2 separate regions of the Sus scrofa genome follow, and region 2 is linked to region 1. The links are chromatin contacts, called in public HiChIP or PLAC-seq maps. All regions are on one chromosome and are shown on one strand. Each heading gives the region's core, a stretch centred on a gene start, on an enhancer-like site or on the middle of the called end of the contact. The rest is flanking DNA. Distances are from core to core; before and after follow the strand shown.

The links. HiChIP or PLAC-seq counts read pairs in DNA pulled down with a chosen protein or histone mark.
Region 2: an H3K27ac HiChIP or PLAC-seq map of alveolar macrophages shows a contact between it and region 1. The contact joins the promoter of ACAD11 here to the enhancer-like site in region 1. A contact is called at or near these places in 3 of 5 promoter capture datasets (fetal skeletal muscle, liver and skeletal muscle), 4 of 47 Hi-C or Micro-C datasets (embryonic fibroblasts, mesenteric adipose tissue, retroperitoneal adipose tissue and 1 more) and 2 of 2 datasets of contacts at active chromatin or transcription factors (alveolar macrophages and skeletal muscle).

Annotation. Positions count from the first base shown.
Region 1 is chr13:73,694,766-73,701,560 of Sscrofa11.1, reverse strand. It overlaps DNAJC13 (dnaJ homolog subfamily C member 13), which reads right to left. Exons shown (of 57, transcript XM_021069457.1): 53 at 5,255-5,434; 54 at 4,800-4,940; 55 at 2,790-2,933; 56 at 535-634. Among named protein-coding and RNA genes, the nearest start is that of ACKR4, 76 kb to the left of the region's middle. Within about 2 kb of position 3,725, at least 1 of the 83 cell types and tissues checked has an H3K27ac peak or open chromatin away from gene starts, as enhancers often do. A contact at or near this core is called in alveolar macrophages, where this site is marked.
Region 2 is chr13:73,826,978-73,834,250 of Sscrofa11.1, reverse strand. It overlaps ACAD11 (acyl-CoA dehydrogenase family member 11), which reads left to right and starts at 2,755. Exons shown (of 21, transcript XM_001924765.5): 1 at 2,755-3,051. The coding sequence starts at 2,903. It overlaps UBA5 (ubiquitin-like modifier-activating enzyme 5), which reads right to left and starts at 2,766. Exons shown (of 12, transcript XM_003132421.6): 1 at 1,952-2,766. The coding sequence starts at 2,112. LOC110256298 (a long non-coding RNA gene) reads right to left here and starts at 5,097. Exons shown (of 2, transcript XR_002337685.1): 1 at 5,024-5,097; 2 at 3,042-3,600.

The DNA.
Region 1 (6,795 bases), core at 2,476-4,975:
TAGGCAGTAAAACATCCTTTCCTTTATGGTAAATCACATATTTCCTCCCATGAGAGGACAATCCCTAAATATTTAGTAAAACTACAGATTAATCACTGGAAACTTGGAAGAAAAAATATTTCCCACATGAGTATGCGTATTTGGAACTTCAACCTATGATTCTGACAGAAATGTAACAATACTATCATGTTTCTGATACTGGTATTTCTGAGTAGATATTTCTCTACTCTTTTTACATGCTGAAGATAAACACTTTAACACAGCTATGCTCCAAATATAACATATGACCATCAATTAAGGGTCAAAACTGAGCAGAGTCTGCCTTGCAATCAGCACACATTCGACACCACAGCAGTCTGCACGCTGTCCGGGCTAGAACCAGGGATTCACTGTCTGTCCACAGAACCTCCAAGACAGGTAGCCCGTAGCCTAGGACAACTTTCTAAATGCCATTTTTCAGTCCAGGCAGGTTAAAAGGAAGGTCCAAGTGGCTTCTGCCATCTGTCTTAGGGAAGAGAATTGGGTGTGGTTTACCTGTGAGGTATCCTGCTGTTTGTGACTCAGAAATAAACAAATCATGTTTCTGATCTTTGAAGGCACTCCAGACTGAAGAACGAGACAGGATTTCATTCACCTAGGGAAGTAAAGCAAACTCTTTGAACATAAACTAAGTGCTGAATGTTGTTAGATAAAATTAAAGAGAAAAAGCAAACTTCCAAGACAAAAGGAAGTCTTGGAAGCTGATGAAAGATCCAAAGACCCTTCATTCATCACTCTACATCAGACATATCTCATTAAGACAGGCCACAAAAGTCCTTCAGTCAGTCTTCCCTCTAAACTTGGACTCTGCTATTTGAACTTACAACTTATTGATGTGTATGTAATTTGGGCTGGAAGATGTTCTTGTTATAGTAAAATGGCTGACAGTGTGGTTTCGGAAACTTAAAGCACTCTTTCACACCATGGATGTGACCTGTTAAGAAGTCCACTAGGAGGGTTGTGATCAACACACTGGAGAAAATAAAACAGATTAACATAGAAAGCATCAGAGCATAACACGTAAAATGGGCAAAGTTGTTCTGTGATGTGTATATGTATAAATGAGTATAAATAAAGTGTGCAAATGAGTATAAATAAAGTGTGTAAATGTGTACTGGACTAAGAGGAAAGACATGTTTCTTTCTGTACACAGATAAAAAAAGTTTAGGAGAGTCCAACATAGAGGATACTTTTCACATATTAAAGTTTAGATCAAATATTTATTGAACACTTCTTATGTGGGTTGCACAGTGGACACAAAGATGAGAAAAACATTCTCAGTAGTGAGTATGAAAGCAGAGATATATGCAGGAACTGTTCAAGTCTAAGAGACTCTGCCCCATGTGATTAGCTGTTAACGTGGTAAAGTTCCTATTTTGATAACTATCATACTTCTTTCCCCCCCCTCAAGAGCATAAGGTGGGTGTCAGCATTGCTTTGCTGATTTTCATCAACAGGAATCCTGAGGCAGGTTGAGAGGAAGACAGCTGCTGGCACGTGGTACACAGTGGTGCCTTTGCTTACGTTCAGAACCCATAGGCAACTTTATATGACTGAAGCATGACATACTCTCTCTTTTCTTTACTATTACCTTAAATAGTTCAAATGATGATACTGCTAGAATGGACAATGGCATACAAAATGTTTCTTTAGTTGGAACATACAGTGGATTCACTAAGGGAAAGCTGCCAGTCAACTTAAACCTACAGAAGAACATTAGTAGGCAGAAACAGTCTAAACGTTTGTGAACAAATGATGGGTAAGCAAATTGTGACACATATATATACACACACGATGGAATATTACCCATCCTTAAAAAGGAATGAAGTGTTGAAACATGTTAAAACACTGATGAACCTCAAAAACATGCTAAGTTACAAAAGCCAGACACAAAAGGTCACATATCGTATGATTCCATTGATGTGAAATGTCCAGACGAGGTCAATTTATAGAAGACAGAGTGAACTGCCAGAAGCTGAGGGGAGGAAAAAATGGGGAATAATTGCTTAATTTGTACAGAAGTTGTTTAGAAATTGGATAAGGTGGTGGTTACACAATACAGTTAATGCCAAATAACAACTGGTATACTAAAAACCAATAACTTGTTTGATTTAAAGTGATTAATTTTATGTTATGTAAATTTCACTTCGAGTTAAAAGAGAGAGCATTAATACATAGGGCTACACAATAAAACTGAATGAAGACTCCTCAGAAGCAACATTAATAAAATCAATGAGGAAAATTACTGAACTGGTTTGAACTCAGCATATGCATGCTGCTGACACATTAATAGATATTTAAGTCACAACAAAAAGGAAACCAACAATTCCTAAATGTTAAGAAAGAAAGGAGATGAAACTAAAATGATGTTCTGTATCTTTTAAAATGGTATTATGGGATGGTTAATGAATGTGGTTATCACTATTCCATAAGAACTCTGAGAACTGGACGTTAATCTTAACCAGCACTAATGCTCAATATTCTTCTGTGCTGAAGAAATGTTCAACATGCTATCACTATCCAGAAAAAGAATCCTCCTGGGTGGCAATCTGAGTATATACGGTTTGTGTTTTATGAGGTAGCTATGCTAGTGCATCCCTGGTCTGGGGCTCTGCTCCAGTTAAGGTCAGGAACCACGTCTGTAAGTGGAACATGAGTTGTGGTGCATGGATCACCAATAGCCAAGACCTTTGGCTCTGAGAGTACCTTGTTATAATTGGCAGATCAAAGTTACCTCTGTGCAGACTCACCTGTTCTCCATGCTGCAGGCTTCGAGTCATTGCCTTGAGAGCTTTAACAATCTGAGCCTTTGTGGCTGCTGGGCTGTCCAGATTTTCAAGGCCAATGCCTTCAAGTAATTTTAAGAGGTATGGGACCAAATCTGCTTTCAGGGCCTAGAAAAGAATATTAAGTATATGTATGTCTACGTGTGTGTGTGTGTGTGTGCATATATACACATTTTGCATACACTTTAAGAAATGTAAGCCATCCACTGAAGAAATAATTTCACCCCAGGCCCGTACCTAGAAGAGGACACTCTGCTTTATTTTATTTTAATGCCACATGCAGATTTTTTGGCGGGAGAGGCAGTATTTAACGGTAACGACATTTTCATTTAATGAGGTTTTATTCTGTTTCATCAACTATTCTACATGCTACATACACTGATTATTTTACTTAGTCCTCCCAACACCAAATGATGTAGGCACAATTATCACCAATGGGAAAATCAGTGCATGGCGGGTAAAACGTGCTGATGGTCACAAAGTTGGGCAGTATTGGATCTGTATCTGGACCTGAGCTTTTAGCCAGTATACTGATCCGCCTCCTCTAATGACATATACTGATAGGCAACAGCATTTGAAGCATATTAGTATTTTTTTCACATCTTAAAACATCAACCTTGACATCCACCATACACTTTGTATCACTCACATAAAAGCTAAGTAATACTCTGGTGCCATGCAATTTTCACTGCCTGCTCTGAAATCCAAAGGGAAGAGGTGGAAGTAACTAACATTTAGTAAATGTACCTCTTTTTACAGATATTATTCTCATAACAACCCTGTGAGGAGTCGTAACTTTATTTTACAGATGAGGAATCTGAGCACTGCAGGGTTAAATACCATGCCTTAGGTCACAGAGCCATCAAGTGGTAGAACTAGCTCATGTTCTTTCCAATACAATAACCCTCTTGGCCAACTCTAAGTCTGAACCTCAGAGCATCCAATTTTCTCCTTGAAATGTACCCAGTACTCCTAACCTGCCTGAATGAGGAAGAGGGGTGGAAATAGGGGTGGGGGGCGGAGAAAAGATGAGAAAGGAAAAGAGGCTAGGAAACAGGAGGGCCAGATAATAAAGATGTAAGGCCTTGTACCCAGGCTAAGGAGGTCAGATGTCACTTTGTCATCTGGCAGTAAGGGGAAACAATGAGGGATTTGTAAGAGGAAGAATGGGTTATATTTAAAAGTTGTATTTTAGAAAGATCATTTTTGCAATGGCTTTTACATGTGTTGTATGTTCTTTGTTCCCTTGGTGTCTGCTACTTTACATTGGCACCCACCAAGTCTCCTTTTCATGAGGTCAGTACTTTCTTTGAAAAGGACTACAAAAACCTTGGCATGTTTCTTAAACATGACTTTAAAAACAAAGGAATGAACAAATAGAACGAATCTTTCCAAAAAGGATAAAGCAAATTTTATAAAGCAAGCTAGGGATAAAAGCTTAGTAAATAACCAAAATTTAAATTTCAAACATCAGGAGTTTCCATCATGTCTCAGTGCATAAGGAACCCAACTAGGATCCATGAGGATACAGGTTCAATCCCTGGCCTCGCTCAGTGGGTCTGGGATCCAGTGTTGCCATGAGCTGTAGCATAGGTCACAGACGTGGCTGTGATCTGATGTTGCTGTGGCTGTGGTATATGGGGGGCAGCTGTAGTTCCAATTGGACCCCTAGCCTGGGAACCTCCATATACCTCGGGTGCAGCCCTAAAAAGCAAAATAAATAAATAAATAAATAAAATAAAATAAATAAATAAATTTCATACATCACAAAATTACTCTGACACTGGCTGGCCCACCTTCTCGGTGTGCTCCTGTACATGTGTGTGTATAAAATATAAAAATATGTATGCACAAACTCACAAGTTATCTCTGTGCCAAATTGCTGAACCTAAGAGAAGTCAAAATCAGTGCTAAAGAAGTGAAAATCTGTTTGGTATGTTGCTTCTTAAAATAGAAATCTAGAAAGTCACTTACTTGTGCTACTAATTCATTCTGCTCCTTCTGAAACATTCGATTAATTGCTTCACAGGCTAGACCAACAGTATCTGGTCGCTTTTTCATTCCATTCATCAGTGGGCCAATGGTCTCCAAAGATGCCATGGCTCGAACACACAGCTAAGTGCCCCAAAGAGAAGGTTACTTGTAGACCAGCAATATTTTATACAACACAGCAAATACCACAATAACAAGATATATGAAAAACCCACATTCATTTTAATTTTAATAATGAACCAAGTCAAATTCAGTCTCCTTAATATGGTTAATACCATATCATTTAAACCAGTTTAAGAATCATTACAATACCACATGGCACATGTGGATTAAGGCAAATGGTAGAAAGGGGATTTGTACTGCAACGTACAATAGTCAGAAAGAGAGAGCACAGATAAATTCCAAAGCTATAAGCTACTAAATGGATTTATCAATACCTCATTTTCAGACAGGGCATGAATAACTCGAATGGCACTCTTAGGAATGGCGTTGTTCCTATGATTCATTGCCTGGATAACTTTGGGAAGATGGCCCAATGGTGGGACCTGATCAGCCAGCTGAGGCTGTGCATTGAAAAGACACACTGTTGCCATTGTCAAAGTTTCCAGAGTTTCTCCCTGGAGGGTGTAAAGACAAAAAAACTATAAAACACTCATAAAGTCCTAAACATCCTTGATAATGTTTGCTGTTCAAAACTAAGGACCCACGAATTTTAAGTGTTGGTACTTGAAAATTGATTCATAAATCCTAAAAGAACAGCAAATTTTCCCATCTCAATAAAAAGCATGGATTTAAAGGACTTCAAGAATGAAATACCTTAATCTAAGCAGACTTTCACTGGGCATTTCTATTTCACATCTCATTTCTATTGCAGAAAGAGATTTCTAATAAGAGACCATCTCTCAAAAAATATTACTAGAAATTATTAGATAATGTGATAGAAATGGCAGTACCAGAGAACATCAATAATTCAGAACTAATGAAATGTTTTCCCCACTTATATTAAAAATCCTACTAATTAACATGTCTGGGTTCCATAAACACTTTCTATAATGGATAATGGATTGCAAAGACTTCTAACTTATAGCATTATATGCAGACATACATATCCAGAACATAACATGTCTTGAATAAATATGGGAACTGGGATGCACAAAAAGAGAATGCGATATATAGTAAAATGTTACATGTTTTTCTAAGTTTCTACATTTTGAGGATTTCATTTTTTAAGCAAACCATGTATGCAGTAAAAATCCTAGTAAAGAAAAAATGTGACTACAGAAAGAGACCTATGCAAACATTTGGCATACTATCAATATATTTTTAAAAGCCTTACAAAGCTAATGACTTGACACATGCCAGACATTTATGCTAAGTAATCCACATCTATTAAAACTCATGAAAACCTCAGCTTTAGGGGCAGATACTGTTACCTTCTACAAGACAACTGAGGTGAGTCAGGAGGTACTACTCTAGGCCATAGAGCTAGCCAGTGGTGGAGCTGATACTGGGGTCCAGGATTACCTAATAATGCAACTTGGGGCTCTTAATCACCTGTTTAATTAATTCAACAGTCCACTTTCTTACCTACTCCTGCTTTCCTGTTAGCCTTTGGCTTTTTTTTTTTTTTTTTTTTTTAGTCTTTTTAGGGCCATACCCATAGCATATGGAGGTAAGGCTAGGGGTTGATTGGCCAGCCCACACCAGAGTCACAGCAACGCCAGATCTAAGCGGTGTCTGCAACCTACAGCATAGCTCACCGCAACACCGGATTCTTAACCCACTGATTGAGGCCAGGGATCAAACCTGCATCCTCATGGATACTAGTCAGATTCGTTTCCACTGAGCCACAACGGGAACTTCGGCCTCTGGCTTTAAGCACAGGTACAGCGTTCACTTGTGTAGCCAAGACTCTTCTGCCAATTTCCTTAACTAGAGTCCCCTCTACTCCCTATAAAAGCTGAGTGAAGAACATGCC
Region 2 (7,273 bases), core at 1,506-4,005, 130 kb before region 1:
GAACCTCCATATGCCACAAGTGTGGCCCTAAAAAAAGACAAAAAAATTAAAAATAAAAATAAATTATTTGCTGAATAAACAATTCTAAAAATCAAGGCTGACTTTTATTAAATTTTTATGTACTAGTGCAGAGCTTTGGGTGACAACTGTCATATCTTAGTTAGCAGTTTTAATAAATGATGCAAACAAGATAGAAATACTAAATGTTTAGATTTGAGTTCTGAAAGTTTGGTTTGTGATTATTACAATGTCAAGGAATTGTCTCATACTAAAAAGATGTCTGAAAGATGATGCTAAAGGTATGATCCACATTCCCTTGCTTTTCTTGGAGGCAGTATTTCAAAATTTTCATTTGTAAAATTAAAAAATGTTTAAGGAGAGTTCCCTTGTGGCCTAAAGGAATAAGGATCCAGTGTTGTGGCTCATGTTCAATCCCTGGCCCAGGAACTTCCATGTGCTGTGGGTGTGGCCATAAAATGAAAAAGAACAATATTTAAGGATGCCAAGTCAAATAGCTTCCACTCATTCTGATTAAAGATGTCAGTTCCTGCTTATTCAATCCCTAAAAATTTTGAATGGTTAACCTTTCACATGGGTGAAGTAAAATACATGCACCCTATCTATTATATCTCAAAACTGAAAGAAAAAAAAAATTAAGAAAGTAGTAAGATTAATGAGAGAAGAGCAAGAATCTGGCATGAGTTCATTTAATTTTGGTTAAAATGAACCCTTTTGTAATTACGGAACAATTATAATTTTGGTCAGGTTTTTCCATTACAAATAATAATGTAATTAACATCTTTGTGCCTAAATAGTGGTGTATATTTTAGGTTGTTAAAAAAAAAAAATACATGCACCCTAAGACTTCAACTGAGGATTTATGTAATAAAACTTTTTGTTAAAACCCAAACCCTCCTGCTCTTTGAAGGGGAAGAGCAACAATAATCTTTCCTGTTTCACCAACTTTAAAACTATTCAGTTTTTAGTCACACTATTTACAGTTCCACATGGACTTTGGAGTAAAACAAACGATGCCAGTCCAGGCCTTTTTAGCTACACTGTTAGCACTATGGTCTAAGGCAGGTCACAGCAGCTAAGCCTCAACTTTCTCCCCTATAAAATGAGGGTCAAATATAGTAGCCACCATCTAGGGTTGTGATAAGGAGAAAAAGGTGACAATGCATGCAAAGTGTTAAGCAGGTAGTGAAAGCTCAGTAACTGTTACCATATTCACTAGCAATAAGGTCTTGTACAGGGCTTAGTATGTACAAACACTATTCTAGAACTTTACATATACTTACATTTTCAATCTTCACAGCTGGACAGAGATACTAAAAGTGAGAAACTGAAGCAGATAGGTTCAGAACGCTCTTCAGGTTACTCAGGTGCTAAGATTTGAATTCAATCAGTTTGGCTCTAGAGTCCTTACCCTCAACCACTAAGCTACATTCAGCCTGCTGAATTCACAAACCTTAGGAAACGAAGAAAGAGAGCGGACAACACAGGTGAAGGCCAACGGTTTTAGAGCTAATCCAGCCCTCTCCTACACCCGTAATTTAAGAAACACTGAGAGGGCTCGATGAAGCTCGAAGCGTGTGCTCATTGGGTTTTACATTTGGTGTCACCTTCTAAAAGTTATTACTATCAATTTTAGGCAGAGCAAGTAAGACTAATAGAGGCAGGGGCAGAAGGAAAGCTGATACGTGTCCTCAGCAGACACAGGAGAAGCACCATATGGCTGATTCAGCTGGGTAGTTTTAAAAGAGAAAAAAACATTTTTTTCACCAGTACAGAGACCTGGCTTCGCCCGCTTGAGGACGGGGCCTCAGAACAAGAAAAGAGAGGTGGTACGAGGATGTGGGAGCTGGAGAGCAGCGGCGGGCACCTCACTCCTGACCACCTGGAGACCGTGACCTCGCCCACACCCCCTCCGCCCCGCCACTTAGGTCACCTGTAGGGGTTGGAGTCCACCACCTCCGGGCTCATCTTCTCGATGCGGGTCCGACCGCCTTTTCCGTCGCGGTCCCCCACGACCTGGCGACTTCTCTCCTGGGCCAGTTCCCGTTCCAGTTCCTGGATCCGCTGCTGCAGCCGCTCCACAGACTCGGCCATGGCTGGGACCCCGGCCGCCAGCCCTCCCAGCCCCGGCCGTCGCCGTCGCCGCCGCCCCACACTGTTGGCTGCTGGGCGGGCAAGAGGTATGTGCGGAGGTACCTTGCGGCGGCCTTGCTAGCCCACAACCCCGGAAAAGGGCTCCCTTCACCTCTCTAACTTACACGTCTCCACCGGCCCCGCTGGCCTCGCACGGGGTCCGCTTCCTGTGTGTTGCAGTCATCGTTCCCCCTCAAAAAATAAAAATAAATAAAAACGCAGTCACTTTCAGCTTCCTTCTTCGCCCGGGCCTAAAAGACCGACCTGCAGCAGGGCCTGGGTCATAAACATCCAGAGCCAGTATCCTGCGACGTTGCGTTTCCAACCGGGCAGCTAGGAGAAACCTCAGAATCTTTTATTCCCGAGCTCGACGTCCTGACGGACCTTTTTCTGCGCCGAACCTTTTAGGTTTTCCGCTTGCTGGTGCTTTAAATTCGGAGGTGGACGCGGCCTCGGAGTTCTTATTTGGCCGGAGTGACTAATGTGGTTTTGCTTTATTTAGAATTGAGGCCTCTAATTCTGAGGCTAGGTGAAAAATTTTAATCTGAACACACACCAAGGCCCTCCTGGCGCTTCGCGACTAGAACCCTTAACCTAGCCAGTCCGCCTAGCCTCGGCTCCGGGAGGGAAATTGTGATTGGCTGGAACCGCAGGCCCCCCTCCTCCCGGGCGTCCCGAGCTGTGGAGTGTCCCCGAGCCCCGAAGAGTTGCGGTTTCTGTGAGTCTGTGGTCATTGGATGCAGCAGCGATCATGAAGGCCGATGCCTCCCACGGTCCCGAGATGGGGGAAGTGCTGCCCCAGCACAAGTTGGACTGCAGGTCCCTGGAAGCCTACCTATACCAGCACTTGCCTGACTTTGGGGCTGAGCCTGAGGCCAAGCTGACTGTTGCCCAGTACAGGTATCGACGCCAGCCATTTCCAGCAGAAAAAAATCTGTGCCTTATACTTTTTTCCCTTTGGCTTTGGGTAGGTTCTCAGTTTACCCCATCTTGTTTATTTTTCCTCAGTGACGCAGTTTGCAGGCGGGAGCTGCCCTCACCAGTCTCCTGCATTACATTCTGGGTATTTCTAATTCAAGAGCAATAATAGAAGCACAGTAACATTCACGATTCCAATTATGAGAAGGAATCTTTGTTAACAATTACGTACTTAGAGGATTCAGTGAGGCACTTTAAGGTTGGAGGTTCTGCAGGATTTAGAGAGGCTTTCCCTCAACTTTTGTTCTATAACTTTTTTTTTTTTTGAGAAGCAGATGTCATTCCGTTCACTTTGGCCATATTCTTGCAGAGTGAGTTAATGATATCGGTTGGGACATCCGAATTCTAATCCAGATCTTCCATTTAGCAAATCGCAGCACCATTTTGGGCTTTAATTCTTTCTGAAGTAGGGGAATGGAACTGGACGACCATCCTGAGAGTACTGTTCTCCACTTTGAACTTGCTTCTAGTCTGATGTATAGTAGAAAATAATTTTAAAAGACTTAATTCTAAAAATAGTATTTTGATAAACGCAGAGCTATAGAAGCAGTCCTCTCTTGCCAAAAATTAGATGTGCCACTTACAGACTGGGAAATTTAAATGCTGTGTTACATGAACTCTCTGAGAACTTGTTTCATAATCTGTAACAAATACTTGCCTGTTCTGAGTAATCCTGATAATGAAATGATGTGAAAAGATTTAACATTGTAAGAGCACCATATACCAGTGGCATTTATCACTGGCATTTATATTCCTTGACTACTGGTTTCAGGTAAATTAAAAATAGTGGGAAGGAAAATGGATAAGAGAAAGTTTGGAGTATAGAATTAAAAGGCACCATGTCACAATAGATATTGTAGGACGAAAGAGAAATTGGAATAAAAAATGGCTTAAGTTTCTAGCCTAGAAGGCTTGTGTTGTAAACTAACAGATCAAAGTTCAAATTTGCTCTGAGAATCTGGACAAGTTATTTAACTTCTTTGGCAAAATGGAGATAGTAATCATTAGAGTTGTTGGAGGATTATCTTACTGAGAGTTACTTAATTCTGAATTAAATTTAATGTTTTTTTATAATGATTTTTATTTTTTCCATTATAGCTGTTTTACAGTGTTGTGTCAATTTTCTACTGTACAGCAAGGTGACCCAGTCACACATACATGTATACATTCTTTTTTCTCACATTATGCTCCATCATAAATAGCTAGATATAGTTCCCAGTGCTATACTGAATGTTAAAGCAGAATTGAGCTTGATAAATGAAATTAGTTGCAGCTTAAATAGTATATATGCATTGAACTATCCCCACAGAAAATACACATTTATTTCCAAGGCATATGAAAAAGTTTTTGAAAACTGAAGACATGTTAGGCCACAAAGGAAGTTTCAAAAATTCTAAAGTGTCATTCTGAAAAAATTTCAGAATATAAATGCCAAAGTTCAGAAATCAATAGAAGACAGCTAATAAATATATGTGTAGAAATTAATTGATAACGATAAAAGACCCAATAATCCACAGAAAATAATGGAGTTTATCAAAGTTCAGTATACCAAAATAAATTGCATTTCTGAACTTTAGCAATAAAAATATAAAGATATAAATTTCAGAAAGATAATAAGAGCATCAGAATTACAAATTTCCCCAAATATTATTCTAATAAAGTATGTGCAAGACCTCTGTAGAGGAAACTATAAAACTGTATTAGGACTTTAAAAAGAACTAAATAAATTGAGCGATGCCATGTTCATGAATAGTAGAATTCAGAATTGTATATTTCCCTTTTCCTCGCCAATCTATAGATTCAGTGCAATGTCTTAATTTTTTCCCCTAATTCAAAAAATTGCTTCTAACTTTTACATATAGGAGCAAAGGGCTAAGAATAAGCAAAAACTCACCTGAAGATGAACAAAGTGGGAAATTTCAGTTAAGATGGCGTATTAGCAAAGAGACAAACAGGTAAATAAAAAAGAGGAGAGTGTTCACAAAAAAGCCCACATAATTATAGAACTTTGATATGTAACAGTGCCGGCACTGAGAGTCAGTGCAAGTGGGGTTGGAGGGAGAAAGGATTTTTCAACAAACTATGCAGGGATAATAATTATCTGCATGCAATGAACCTTTCCACAGTAAAGAAACTCATGGACTTGGAGAACATACTTGTGGTTGCCAAGGGGGCTGGGGAGGGAGTGGAATGGACTAGGAGTCTGGGGTTAATAGATGCAAACTATGCATTTGGAGTGGATAAGCAATGAGATCCTGCTGTATAGCACAGTGAAGTACTTCCAGTCACTCATGATGGAACATTGATGGAGGATAATGTGAGAAAAAGAATATATATATATATATATATATATATATGACTAGGTCACTTTGCTGTACAGTAGAAATTGACAGACACTGTAAATCAACTATAAGGGAAAAAATAATCATAAAATAACATTTTAAAAATATTTAAAAAATCAAAAAAAGTATTAATTATCTGCATGAAAAAATTGAAATTAGGAGTTTCTGCTGTGGCACAGTGAGTTAACCTGTCGTTATCTCAGCAGCTCGGGTCACTACTGAGGCAGGAGTTGGATCTCCCTGCCCTGTGCAGTGGGTTGAGAATCCAGCATTGCTACAGCTATGGCATAGGTTGCAGCTACCACTCAGATTCAGTCCCTGACCCAGGAATTTCCATATGTCTCGGGTGCAGCCAAAAAGAAAAAAAGAAAAAATTGAAATTATACCCTTTCTTTACTCTAACCTCACACAGTTCCAGGTGGACTACAGTCTTGAATGATAAAGGCAAAACTATAAACATTTGGAAGACATATAGGAGAAGATCTTTATGACTTTGGAGTAAAGAATAAAATCTTTAAAAAGACAAAAGCATAAACCATGAAGAATACGATAAGTTTTCAGGAAAAAAAAAAAAAAGCTTTAAAATGAAATTACAAAAGAAAATATTTGCAGTATATATAATGGGTGTAAGATTAATATCCAGAGTATGTAAAGAACTACAATAGCCCACCAGAAAAAATGGACAAAAGACTTGAAGATACTCAACCTCATTACACTGTAATAATTGGGAAATGCAAATTAAAATAAGATGCCATTTCATACCATCATATTGATTTTTTTTAATCTGACAATATGAAGCAGGATATGAAATAATGAACTCATTCACTACTGGGGAGGGTATGGATTAGTATAACTAACTTGGAAAGCAATTTGGCACAATCTTGTAAAGATGAAGATGGGAAGATGTACATGCCCATGACATAGCAGTTCTATTCCTAATTGTATACTCTCAAGGAATTCTTATACTATGTTATCAGAAGATAATCTGCAAAAATGTTCATTGTGCTGTTTTTAATAGCAAAAGTAAGGAATATAAACACGATGTTCAATAGTAGAATGGCTGAATACATTTTAATGTATTCATGTAATAGAATACCATACAGCCATGAAAATGATTCAGCTGCAGCTATACACAACAACATAGAGTCAAAAACTGTACAAATAAGCAGTATATTGTTTAAGGAGTTAAACTTTAAGGGAATGATAAATTTAAAAATCAGGACATTTGTTATTGCGAAGGGAGGGACGTGCCAAGGGCTTCAGAGATATGGTAATATTTTTTTCTTTCTTAAACTGGGTAGTGAGAACACTGGTATTTGTTGAGTTATTATTCTTTATGCTTTACAAATTTTGTAAATATTTTATCTATGCACAATTTAGAATTTACTAAAATTAAATCACATTAGAAATTAAAATATGTAGAATGAAACATTAATGGAAACAGTATATAACTCGATACAACAAAACCTATGATTTCCAGCTACGTGCATAATATATGCCTGGCACTGCTCCAACCAGGAGAATATTAAAAAAAAAAAAATCTTGCCTTCTTGGAACTTCCATTCTATTTGGAGAAGACAGATATAAATAAAATTATTTTCCTAAATATTGCAGTGTTGGAGAAGGAGATGTATATTATGGAGAGAAACAAAGGAAAATAGGAAGTGTGTGGGAGGAGGGAACAGAAAAGCCTCGGTGAGAAGGTGGCATTCAGCAAAGAGAGATGGGGATGTGAGCCATGTCACTATCTGGGGAAAGAGCAATCCAGACAGAGGGATCAGCTTTCCAGGGTTTTGAAGGCC